Linked DNA regions of Sus scrofa: regions 1 and 3 are each linked to region 2. The links are chromatin contacts, called in public HiChIP or PLAC-seq maps. All regions are on one chromosome and are shown on one strand. The core of a region is the stretch at or near the end of the contact, and the rest is flanking DNA. Distances in the headings are between cores, read along the strand shown.

Region 1 (3,439 bases), core at 542-3,041, 280 kb after region 2:
AATCTTTTAAAAATTGTCCACCAAATAACTTTAAATAATAGATGCAATCTTCTTGTAAGACAGAAAGTAAAGTATTTCCACTCCTACGTTACAAACTGCTGCTGCCACTGTCAGAAGTTCCCTTGTGGTGCAGTGGGTTAGGATCCCACATTGCCGCAACTGCGGGTCTGGTTCGATACCTGGCCTGGGAACTTCCACATGCCACAGGCGTGGCAAAAATAAAATAAAATAAAAAATAAATAAATAAAATGCTGCTATCAACTATGGATAAGAGAGAATCAATAAAGACCCGGCAACCCTGTGAAACCAGAGGCAGAAAGATGGGGCCAAGAAGTCTGTAAAAAGCATCCAATTTCTTAAATCTGACACTTGGAGAACTGAGTTTACATGATTAAATTCTGCTGGGGATTGGAATTCATGCAGGATGGTCTATAGAATCAAAACTTTAATAAGAAATTTACCAGAAAGAATTTCTGCATAAAGATATGTTGCATTAAGCAGGAGTTAACTGTTCATAACACTCACTTAAAATTTTTTCTCATTTTGTTTGGAAGAGAAAAATAATTGATAAATCTGTCAAATGGAGAACTATGTAGAAAGAGGAAGCATTATGAAATTTATGACTAAGTGTGTTTTGTGTAACCCTGGTGGACGTGCTCAAAGCTTGTTCGTTTCTGGCTATATAGAAAAGTAAAAACGAGGGCATTTTCATTCATTAAAACAACAGGAAAATATCGCTTGGCTTATGCTGGTTATTTTCATCTTACAGTCTTAACCCACATTCCAAAGCTGATTCGATTTTCCTTATTCCTTTCGGGTAACTGGAAGAGGAGGGAAAGCAAAGCTGTAGGTCAAACGGTCCACTTCGTCCTTGAGAAAATTCAGCAGCGGAATCTATCAGGAGGCACCAAAGAGATTTACTGGTAGGGGCAGACAAAAGAGAAAACAGCCACAGAAAGAAAGAACATAAGCCGCGAAAGAGATGAGAATCAGTCCCATGTGTAACTCGAGGACTGCACAAAACCCCGCTGGGCGCTGCTGGTGAAACGAGCAGATGTGAGATTTAGGGCATTCCCGGGTTTCCCTTCCCTCCCTCGAGTCCATCCCCGGACCGAAGGCCGGGATGCAGCGAGAAGGGAAAGCCCGCAGGATCCATCAATCCGGACAATGAGCTCTAGGCCCCCCTCCAGCGCTGCACAGCCCTCCGTGGCGCCCTCTTTAGCGCTCAATTTCTCGGCTCCCCAAAAAGTCATTCACTCCGACTTCAACTACTCGCGGGAGAGAGCGCGCGTGCGGGAGCAGCAGCTGCTGGGTCAGCCCCCCTTGGTGCTGCGGGGCGGCGGGGGACCCTCGCCAAGAGGCTCGGAGGGGGTGAGACCAGCATCTACGGGACTTGGGTTACCTTTTCGCGCTGGTCCCAGCTGTACTGCTTCGGCCGCTCCTCCTCGCCCTCGGGCTGCGACTCCTTCTCAGCCTTCTGCCTCTTGGAGAAGAAGCAGCCCATGGTCCCGGCCCGCGGCGTCTCACTGGCCGCTCCTCCTTGCCTGCCCACTAGCTCAGGTACCTCCCGGAGTTGCAGCCTCAGCCCTGGGCGCCCCGGGCACCGCAGCTCTCCCGTACACCACCCCCGCGAAACCGCCCAGCCACCCGCAGCCTAGGTTCGCCCGTCAGGCCCAACACCCCTGCTCTTTTTCCTCTCAGTCGCCCTGACGACCCACCATAGCCAATGACCACTCAGCGCCCGGGGAGCCAATCAAAGTCCCGAGAGCAGCCTGTGCTGCCTATGAAGAGAGGTCGACAAATGCACACAACCAATCTACACCCGGCTCCTGCGCCAGCCCCCAGGGGCGGGCCCAGCCGGCTCCAGCCCACGCACGGCCGACCCCGCCCCCAGCCCTGCCCCGTCCCTCCGAGGACTCCACCGGGCCCGTCCCGCTGCCGGGAGTGCCGCTTTGGCAGGCGGGTCTTTTTGCCCTTGCGTCTCAGCTTCCAAGTTCTAGATGCGGCAGGGCTCCCGTGTGCAGTCGCCTGGAGAGTTCAGTTTTGTGATGCAATTGATGAGGGAACAGAAAGTCCTGCTGACGCAAGAAGGACCCTGAAATTCGCATTCCTCACTCCCGATCACCCGTTCCCCGCCCCCGCGTCTTCTGGCTCGCGTCACCACCCGCCACCCCACCCCCACCCCCCGCGGGAAATTTCCCCAACCACTTTCCCTACCTTCCTTGCCCTGTCTTCTGTACTTTCTTAGAACTTGCACGTATCACTCTAAAATCGAACGAGAACTTAGTAAAATAACTACTTGTGTATCGTCTCCCTATTGGAATTGTGAATTTCTTGACATCAAAAGGCTTGTCTCTAGGTTGTGTCTGATAAGCCCAAAACCTAGAATAGATTTACAAGGAGATCCTGCTGAATATCATTGAGAACTATGTCTAGATACTCATGTTGCAACAGAAGAAAGAGTGGGGGAAAAACTGTAATTGCAATGTATACATGTAAGGATAACCTGACCCCCTTGCTGTACAGTGGGAAAAAAAAAAAAAAAAAGGCTTGTCTCTTTTTTTTTTTTTTTTTTTTAATCCCCCAAGTCTGGCCCAGTTTCTCCCTAGCTGCTCAATAAAACGTTTGTTGAATGAATGCTTGCACACTAATGAAGGAAACCTTTACAGTCTTTCCCTTTTCCTTCCCAAACAAAATAACCTGAGTGTGTGGGGCGGGGCGGGGCGGGGCCGGGGGGGGGTGATGAAGGGGGAGGAACGGTAAAAGGGTTCTCCTCCTGGAGTTTATTGCCTAGTGGAGGAAAAAAGCATTCCCATATAAACCATCAAATCTGTTCTCAGCAAATGGTACAGAGTTTGAAGATTTTTTAAAAATATATATTAAATATTCACATTTGCTGTACTCGGATTGAGTTTTACTACGATGCACATATACTGCTTATGTGAGAGAAAAGGTAAGTTGTTGGTTTAATTCTCTGAACACAATATTTTGGTATTTGGTAGGACATCAAATGCAGATTAGTTGAGGCTCAAATTTAGTTATTTTTCTGCTTTCTCACACGTATTCACTGGCGTATATCTTAAATGAGCCCCTGACTTAACTTGAGCATTAAGGATGTTCCCTTTTTCACTTCCTGCCTTTTATTGCACAATCAGGAAGAAAAGTGCATGCGCCCAAGTATGAGAAATTACTGTAAATTTAAGTTCCAGATCTTAGGCAATTGAGGTTTTACCTGGTGCTCCCTTTTTCTTCTTCAGAGTGAGATGAGAGAGTCTATGTGAGGATGTTTTGGATGAGACCCTTAGGTGTTTTTTATTCCCAGAAGGCTAAAATTGTGATCACCATGCAGAGGAATGCAGAGGTCCACAGAGGTGAAGGGACTAATCTGCCGTCACAATGAAAGTGGTTGGGCAGGGTCTAGAAAAACCGAGAGCTTGTG
Region 2 (3,253 bases), core at 135-2,634:
CCTATAGATAAAAACCAAAGTCGCAGACACTCGCCTCCCACGGATAAAGTTCGGCGTCGCAGACACACTAAGCCACAGTAACCCACTCCCATCCGTCCCTCCCTTCCCCCAACCCGCGTGCACCCATCCTGTGTCCCAATCGCGCACGCGCCTCTGCTCTCAAAAGGAGAAAAACAAAAAACAACAACAAAAAAAGACACCCCCTCCCGAGCACAGACCGTGTGAGCATCGGGGGTTCTGCACGAAAACCCAAACCTGCCGCCCGCAGTTCGCCCTCGCGCCTCCTCTACGCGTTCCCCCCCCCACCCCCGCCCCCGGTCCCTTACCTCCGCCCCCACGACCAGCGTCGACGCTCACCTTCTCGGCCCGGGCTGTCAAGGGAGGGCTCCCGGACATCACCTCGGCCCGCCGCCACCTCCTCCAACTCTCCCAGCTCAGCCGGAGCCGGTCCGCGCAACGACCCAGTCCGAGGCTGAATGCGGAAGGGCGGAGGACTGGGGAGGGAAGGAGCGCCCAGGCGCGCTGCCCTCCCCGGGCAACTCACTGCCGCCTACTCCCAGCCGGCCGCGATCACCAGCACAAAATGGCGACGACGAGAAGGGAGCCGGCGCTTCGACCACCATCCACCTACTAAGGGAGCGCGCTCTGGCCGGCCCCGTCTATTGGTCGCCGTCCTTCGTGGGCCAGCCCTGGCCTGCTCTGATTGGCAAGCGCATGCCACCACCCCGCTCCCCGTGCGAACGCCCGCAAGTCGAGAAAAAGAGTAGCTATTGGCCAATCCGGCGAGGCCCGCTTTTTAGAAGCTCGGCTTCCTAGGAAGATGAAAGACCAGCGGAAGCTCCGCCCCTCTCGCCAAAGGGCACGGGAACTCTCCTCGAGATTGGTTGGGGACTGCATCCACCCAAGTGTCACCGTTTTCTTCTCGTCAAGAAAATAAGCAGCCTTTTCGGCCAGAAATTCCACAGCCTGACCGAGAAGATAGGAAGCTGGTTGCTCCCGTGAGGCCATGACAGAGGGAGGGAAAGAGGACGTTTGAAAACAAAATCCCAACTCGGGACCTATTTAGTGCGGCGGGGGCGGAGCGACAATTCTCGCGCTCAGGCCCAACTGCAGCTGCGCAGAGTCACATTTCCGTCCCCGCCCCCGCGAGCCTGCAGAACGAGCTGTCATGGCGGCCGGGGTGTTAGGTTTGTGCGCTCGCCGCCTTTTAGCAGCAGCGGCGACGCGAGGGCTCCCGGCTGCCCGTGTTCGCTGGGAGTCCGGCTCCTCCAGGGCTGTGATCGCCCCGTCCGCTCTGGTGGGAAAGCGGCCGCCGGAACCGACTATACGCTTGCAGGAGGACCCAGATCCGGAGGACGAAAACCTCTATGAGAAGGTGAGAGGGAGGGGAAACGGGACGCCGCAAGGGTCAATCGGGGACCTGCGGACGGGGCGCCGTAGAGGACGTACTTAGTCGGCTGAGGATTGCGCAGCTGGCAAAATCCTCAAAGATTTGGGAGTTCTTTCTAGCTCCTTTTCCTCCTTTGTCCCCTGATAACCTTCGGTTCAGGGCCAGAGGCGAGACTGACCTTATTTTCCAGACAGATATCAAACCTGAAATGAGCAGTATACCATAACAGCAATAATATTAAACACTGATACGGTCCTTGCTCAGGTGTTCGAAACACTTTATAATATTAACTTATTTAATCCTCAAAACAGCCCTATTTCGAGGTAGGTACTATTAATATACCCATTCTGCAGATGAGGAAACTGAAGCATGAAGGTGTTAAGTGACTCCTCCAAGCTCACTTAACTGAATGTGTGGCAGAATCAGGTCTGCTGTGCTATCCTGTTAGCAGAGACTGAAATCAGAATGCCTGAGTTGGAATACAGGCCCTGATAGTTACTTACATATGTGACCTTGGGCGAGTAGCTTAACCCCTTGGTGCTTCAGTTTCTTTGAAAGATGGGGAAAGTATTAGGACACTTTCTAAAAAATAAAATATTACACCTGCCTCGTGTAATTAAATGAGTCAGAGTGCTCAGAACAGCAATTGGCACTTATTAAGTACTCACCATTAGAAGCTGTTAATTATTCTTGCCACTTTCCACCTTACCAGGATATTGTGCAGTTTGTGCTTGTGAAAAGGCCTGGCACGTGATAGATGCTTCATCAATACTAACCTTTGGTTGAGGAGCTTGGCTCTGTAGGATGCTTATTCATTTATATATTAATTCTGTAAATATGTATTGAAGGCCTGCTGTGTGCCAGGCTAAGTTCAGGGTGCTAGGGATTCAGCCACATGGGAGTTAGATAAAGCCCTTGCTTTCACAGAGCATACATGATAGCAGAGAACAGGGAAAATAAATGTATAGAATATTAGAAAACAGTGATATAGAGGAATTCCTGTCGTGGCTCAGTGGTTAACGAATCCGACTAGGAACCATGAGGGTGCAGGTTCGATCCTTGGCCTTACTCAGTGGGTTAAGGATCCGGTGTTGCTGTGGGCTGTGGTGTAGGTCGAAGACGTGGCTCGGATCCCAAGTTGCTGTGGCTGTGGTGTAGACCAGCAGCTACAGCTCTGATTGGACCCCTAGCCTGGGAGCCTCCACATGCCGTGGGAGCGGCCCTAGAAAAGGCAAAAAGATAAAAAAGAAAAAAAACCCAGTGATATAAAGTATGCAATCAATAATATAAGATAATGTGATCAGAGGATTTGGGGGCTATACTGCTTTGGCAAACAAGTAAATGCTAGAAAGACTGTTAAGCAAGATAAGTGAATGGATAGTGACTTGGGGTAGGGAGTTATTTTATTAGTTTGAGCCATAGGAAATTGCCAATATTCAATAATTTTTGACCTGTTAAAAATGTCAGTTTGCTCTAGCTCAACTTAATAGACAAGGTGACTAGGAAATGCCTCCTGAGGGGAGCGATGATGAAGCCAAAACCTTGATTGAGGAGGCAGATCCAGCCACAGCTAGGTCGGCGGGAAAAGCTTTCCCAGCAGAGGAAAGAGCAAGTGCAAAGGCCCTGTGGTGGGAAGGAGCTTGACAAATCCTAAGAATAGAGAGGAATTTAGGAAGGGAGGGAGGAGCTTGGTCCAAGGTGAAATTGGAGATCGGGTTATACTGCTTTGTGGAGTGGCAGGAAGCCTTCATTGACCTCTTCTTCTCTTTGCCTCAGAACCCAGATTCCCACGGTTATGACAAGGACCCCATTGTGGACCTCTGGAACATGCGGGTCGTCTTCTTCTTTGGCTTCTCCATCGTC
Region 3 (3,269 bases), core at 317-2,816, 300 kb before region 2:
ATCCACGATGTCCAACCGGGTCCCTGCCCACCCCTGGCCAGCTTTGCTCCCGTCAGACTCACCACCGTGCGCTGCTTGTTGGGCAGGTACACTTTGACGGTGCCCACTGCCCGGGACGGCTCGGCCCCGTTGGCAGGGGGGCCCCGTGGTGGCTCCATGGAGCCTAGGACTTTGTCAAGACGGGCTCAGGTGGGGCTGGGCAGGTGCCATGGGGCTCCTGGAAGACAGAGGCGGAATGCAGTGGTCCGGGAACAATTGTTAGGAAGCAAAGTGGCAGAGGACAAAAAAACATTCAGTCCCCAGGCTCCACGTCTCCCCCTGTAGCCTAATACCCACACAGCTCAAGGGATCCAGTTCTTCCTCGGCCCAGCCCCTCCTGTTGTTTGTCTCACCCTTAAGTGCCAAGGTCTCCATTTCACTGCATAGGGCGGGGTGGGGTGGGGGTTAGGACATAAAGAGAGGCAGCACACACTGTCCTGGAGGCCACAGGAGCACACGAAGTCTCTGGGCTGGGGACTAACGGGGAAGTCAGCATGCACTGCACTGGGGCGTGTCAGGTACATAATGGACATGAACAGGCTGTCCTGGCTTTCTCATGGAGGAGGGGTTACCAGATACTGTGGGGTGGGAGGAGTCACAGACAGGGTGCCCTGAGTTTGGGGGAAAGGGGCATTGCACCAAACAATGTTCTTAAGGGCGCCGGGGGCACCCCAAAGCCCTTGGGGTGTAATGATGGTAGACTCACGGACCCTGTGTTAGGTGGCAAATGGCAGTCAGCAGACTGTGATGGGGGGTTCACAGAGGCTCCGCAGACACAATGCTGAAGGGAGATGTGTTAGGGAATCACCAGGGACCGTAAAGGGGAGAAGAGCGGATAATGGGGGAAAGGAGGGACATGGAGCATCACCAGACCTGGTCGAGATGAGAGGTACAAGGGGGTAAAGTGGGGGTGGGGTGGAGGGCGCTCCAAACTCTCCCTGACAACGAAGGAAGGGCTCACAGACATACCACTGCTGCTACTGGAAGGAGGCTGGGAGTGGTTAAAGAGGAGTAAGGGGTGGGAGATCCTCAAACATTCTCCTAGTGGGTCGGACATTGATCCAGAATAAGAAAAGAGAGGAGTGAGCCCCGTCTTCATGCACTCCCCATTGCTGGTAAGAAAGTCTTCCCCTAACCTTAGAGAGATTAAGAAGGACTCCAAGCAAGACACACCACAACCCCAGCCCCATATACGGCCTGGCCCTGCCCACTGAGAGCCTTTCAGCTCTGCGCAGGCGCGCTGCTACACGCGACGGGCGAAACCATCCCCCGCAGCCTTGCACCCCTATTCCAGTCTACCCCCCCTCCCCGTGCTGTCGACGATGGTCTCGCCCCGGGTCAAACCACTCCTCCGGTTCCGGGCAGGGGGCGCCAAGGCCCGGGCGCAGCCATCCCGGAGCTGAGCTTTCGGTCCCGGCTCCTTACTCGTGCCCGGCGGTCGCTCCAGAAACCGAACCCTGCCGGGCCCGCCCTCACCTGTCACGCCGCTACAGCCGCCGCCGCCTCCATCTTGGGCCTCTCTTCTTGTTTCCTCACAGAGTCCGCCTCCACCGCCCCTCGGACTTTGGCCATTGGCTCCGCTGGACTCGGCCCTCCATTCTTATTGGATCAGGGTCACGCCTGTCAAGGCAGGACCCGCGGAATGTGGGTCGTGTTCCGGATTAGGAGGGGCTGCCTGAAACGTCAGGGTCTAGGGCAAATTCGCACGTCCGGGCTCGCGCAGGCGCAGTTGGGAAGAGACCTGCGTGCCATGGGCTTTAACCCCAATCGTGCCATGATGGAATAAAGCAGAGCTATTTTTGTGGGGAGGGGAGGGTCACTAGGGGCTAACTTTAGGAGTTTCCGAATCTGAACGGGGAATCCTCAAGGGCCCTTTTTCACTCCAGTGACCCTGTGCCCAACTACTCATTTGGGACTTTCCTGTGTCTCAGTTTTACCGTCTTTGAAATGGGTTGGAATCAGAAAAAAAAATCTCTGCAGCGTTTTCCGGTTCTAGGAGACTGTAATCATAACCTTTGATAAGAGTGGGTCTCTGGTGTGGCCAGGGCAGGGGGGTCTGGCCCTAGGAGTGAAGGCCTGCTTGCTGTTTGGGGAGGCTTCCTTTAGGAATGGAGTTGATAAGGATTTTCAAAGACTAATCAGGGATGGTCAGGTGAAGAGGGGAGGGAAGTGCGAACCTGAGATGAGGCATAACTGCAGGGAAGCGTGTGTACGGTAAACACAAAGTCTTTTTTTAAAGTTTACTTTTCCCTGGTGTCACAAGTGAAAGAGACTCGCCATCCTCCTTTTTCTTATTTTCTTTAGAAAACTCGTAAAATTTTTCTCTGTCCCTTGGAGAGGTCTGCGACTCTTTAAAAAAGCTAAATAGGCTTTCTGCCAGTTTTACAGTTCAGGAATGCTGTTCTTAAGGTCCTGGGAGCCAGGTCTTTGAAATGCAAAGGTAAACAGCGATTGGGCCTTATCTCCACCTGCGTAGGAATTTGACCTGGGCGGCTGGCTCCAAGTCATCACCTGCTTGTCAAAGAGATATGCGTTTTATTTTTCCTTTGCCTAAAGGCAGATGGCTACCCCAATTACCAGGTGAATTTGAGAGGAACTGTGTGTAGCGAGTGGTGCTGTCAAGTTCTGAAGACAAGTTATCATCTATCTTTAAGACCATGTAGGTCATGGGTTGTATCTGCCTGACTCTATGAAAGGAGGAGATTTCTTTCTCGGAAATCTCTTTAGTGAATTGCTTGTGATGCCCCTCACGGTCTGATTTAATGCTTATTCGATAATAAACCTATTCCGCTCTTCGCTACCTTTGTGGAGAGGATTTGCTGGGTTGGCATGCGATTTATTTGTAATGATTTCCCCAACAGTATGAACCGCCTGTTGTGTTTGAAGTGCATACCTTCTCCCATTAGGAGCCTCGGCATTCCTCTGCAACGCAATGGGAAAAGATCAAAGAAAGGGCATTAGGTGAGGGGGCCTCAACACACTTCAACTTGTATTTATTGAGGGTGTTCTCTGTCTATAAAGAGAAAGACAAAAGTACAGCTCAATGGGCTGTCATATTAACCTCCATTTCCCATGGCCCCTTGTCGGATCCTCACCATTCGATGGCTGAAATGTTAAAAACTGACAGGACCACCTATTGATGAGAATGTGGAGCAACGTAAATCTTCACCTGTTGCTCTTGGGAGTATAGAATGGTACATTCACATTGGAAACAGTTTGGCAGCTTCATA

The links. HiChIP or PLAC-seq counts read pairs in DNA pulled down with a chosen protein or histone mark.
Region 1: an H3K27ac HiChIP or PLAC-seq map of alveolar macrophages shows a contact between it and region 2. The contact joins the promoter of RP2 here to the promoter of RBM10 in region 2. A contact is called at or near these places in 1 of 5 promoter capture datasets (liver) and 1 of 2 datasets of contacts at active chromatin or transcription factors (alveolar macrophages).
Region 3: a contact with region 2 is called in an H3K27ac HiChIP or PLAC-seq map of alveolar macrophages. The contact joins the promoter of ARAF here to the promoter of RBM10 in region 2. A contact is called at or near these places in 1 of 47 Hi-C or Micro-C datasets (liver) and 1 of 2 datasets of contacts at active chromatin or transcription factors (alveolar macrophages).

The regions. Positions count from the first base shown.
Region 1 is chrX:41,487,218-41,490,656 of Sscrofa11.1, reverse strand. It overlaps RP2 (protein XRP2), which reads right to left and starts at 1,791. Exons shown (of 5, transcript XM_003360282.4): 1 at 1,403-1,791. The coding sequence starts at 1,504.
Region 2 is chrX:41,771,363-41,774,615 of Sscrofa11.1, reverse strand. RBM10 (RNA-binding protein 10) reads right to left here and starts at 1,384. Exons shown (of 24, transcript XM_021080368.1): 1 at 358-1,384. It overlaps NDUFB11 (NADH dehydrogenase [ubiquinone] 1 beta subcomplex subunit 11, mitochondrial), which reads left to right and starts at 737. Exons shown (of 3, transcript XM_003135056.4): 1 at 737-1,375; 2 at 3,167-3,253. The coding sequence starts at 1,169.
Region 3 is chrX:42,076,499-42,079,767 of Sscrofa11.1, reverse strand. It overlaps ARAF (A-Raf proto-oncogene, serine/threonine kinase), which reads right to left and starts at 1,566. Exons shown (of 16, transcript NM_214329.1): 1 at 1,516-1,566; 2 at 63-217. The coding sequence starts at 158.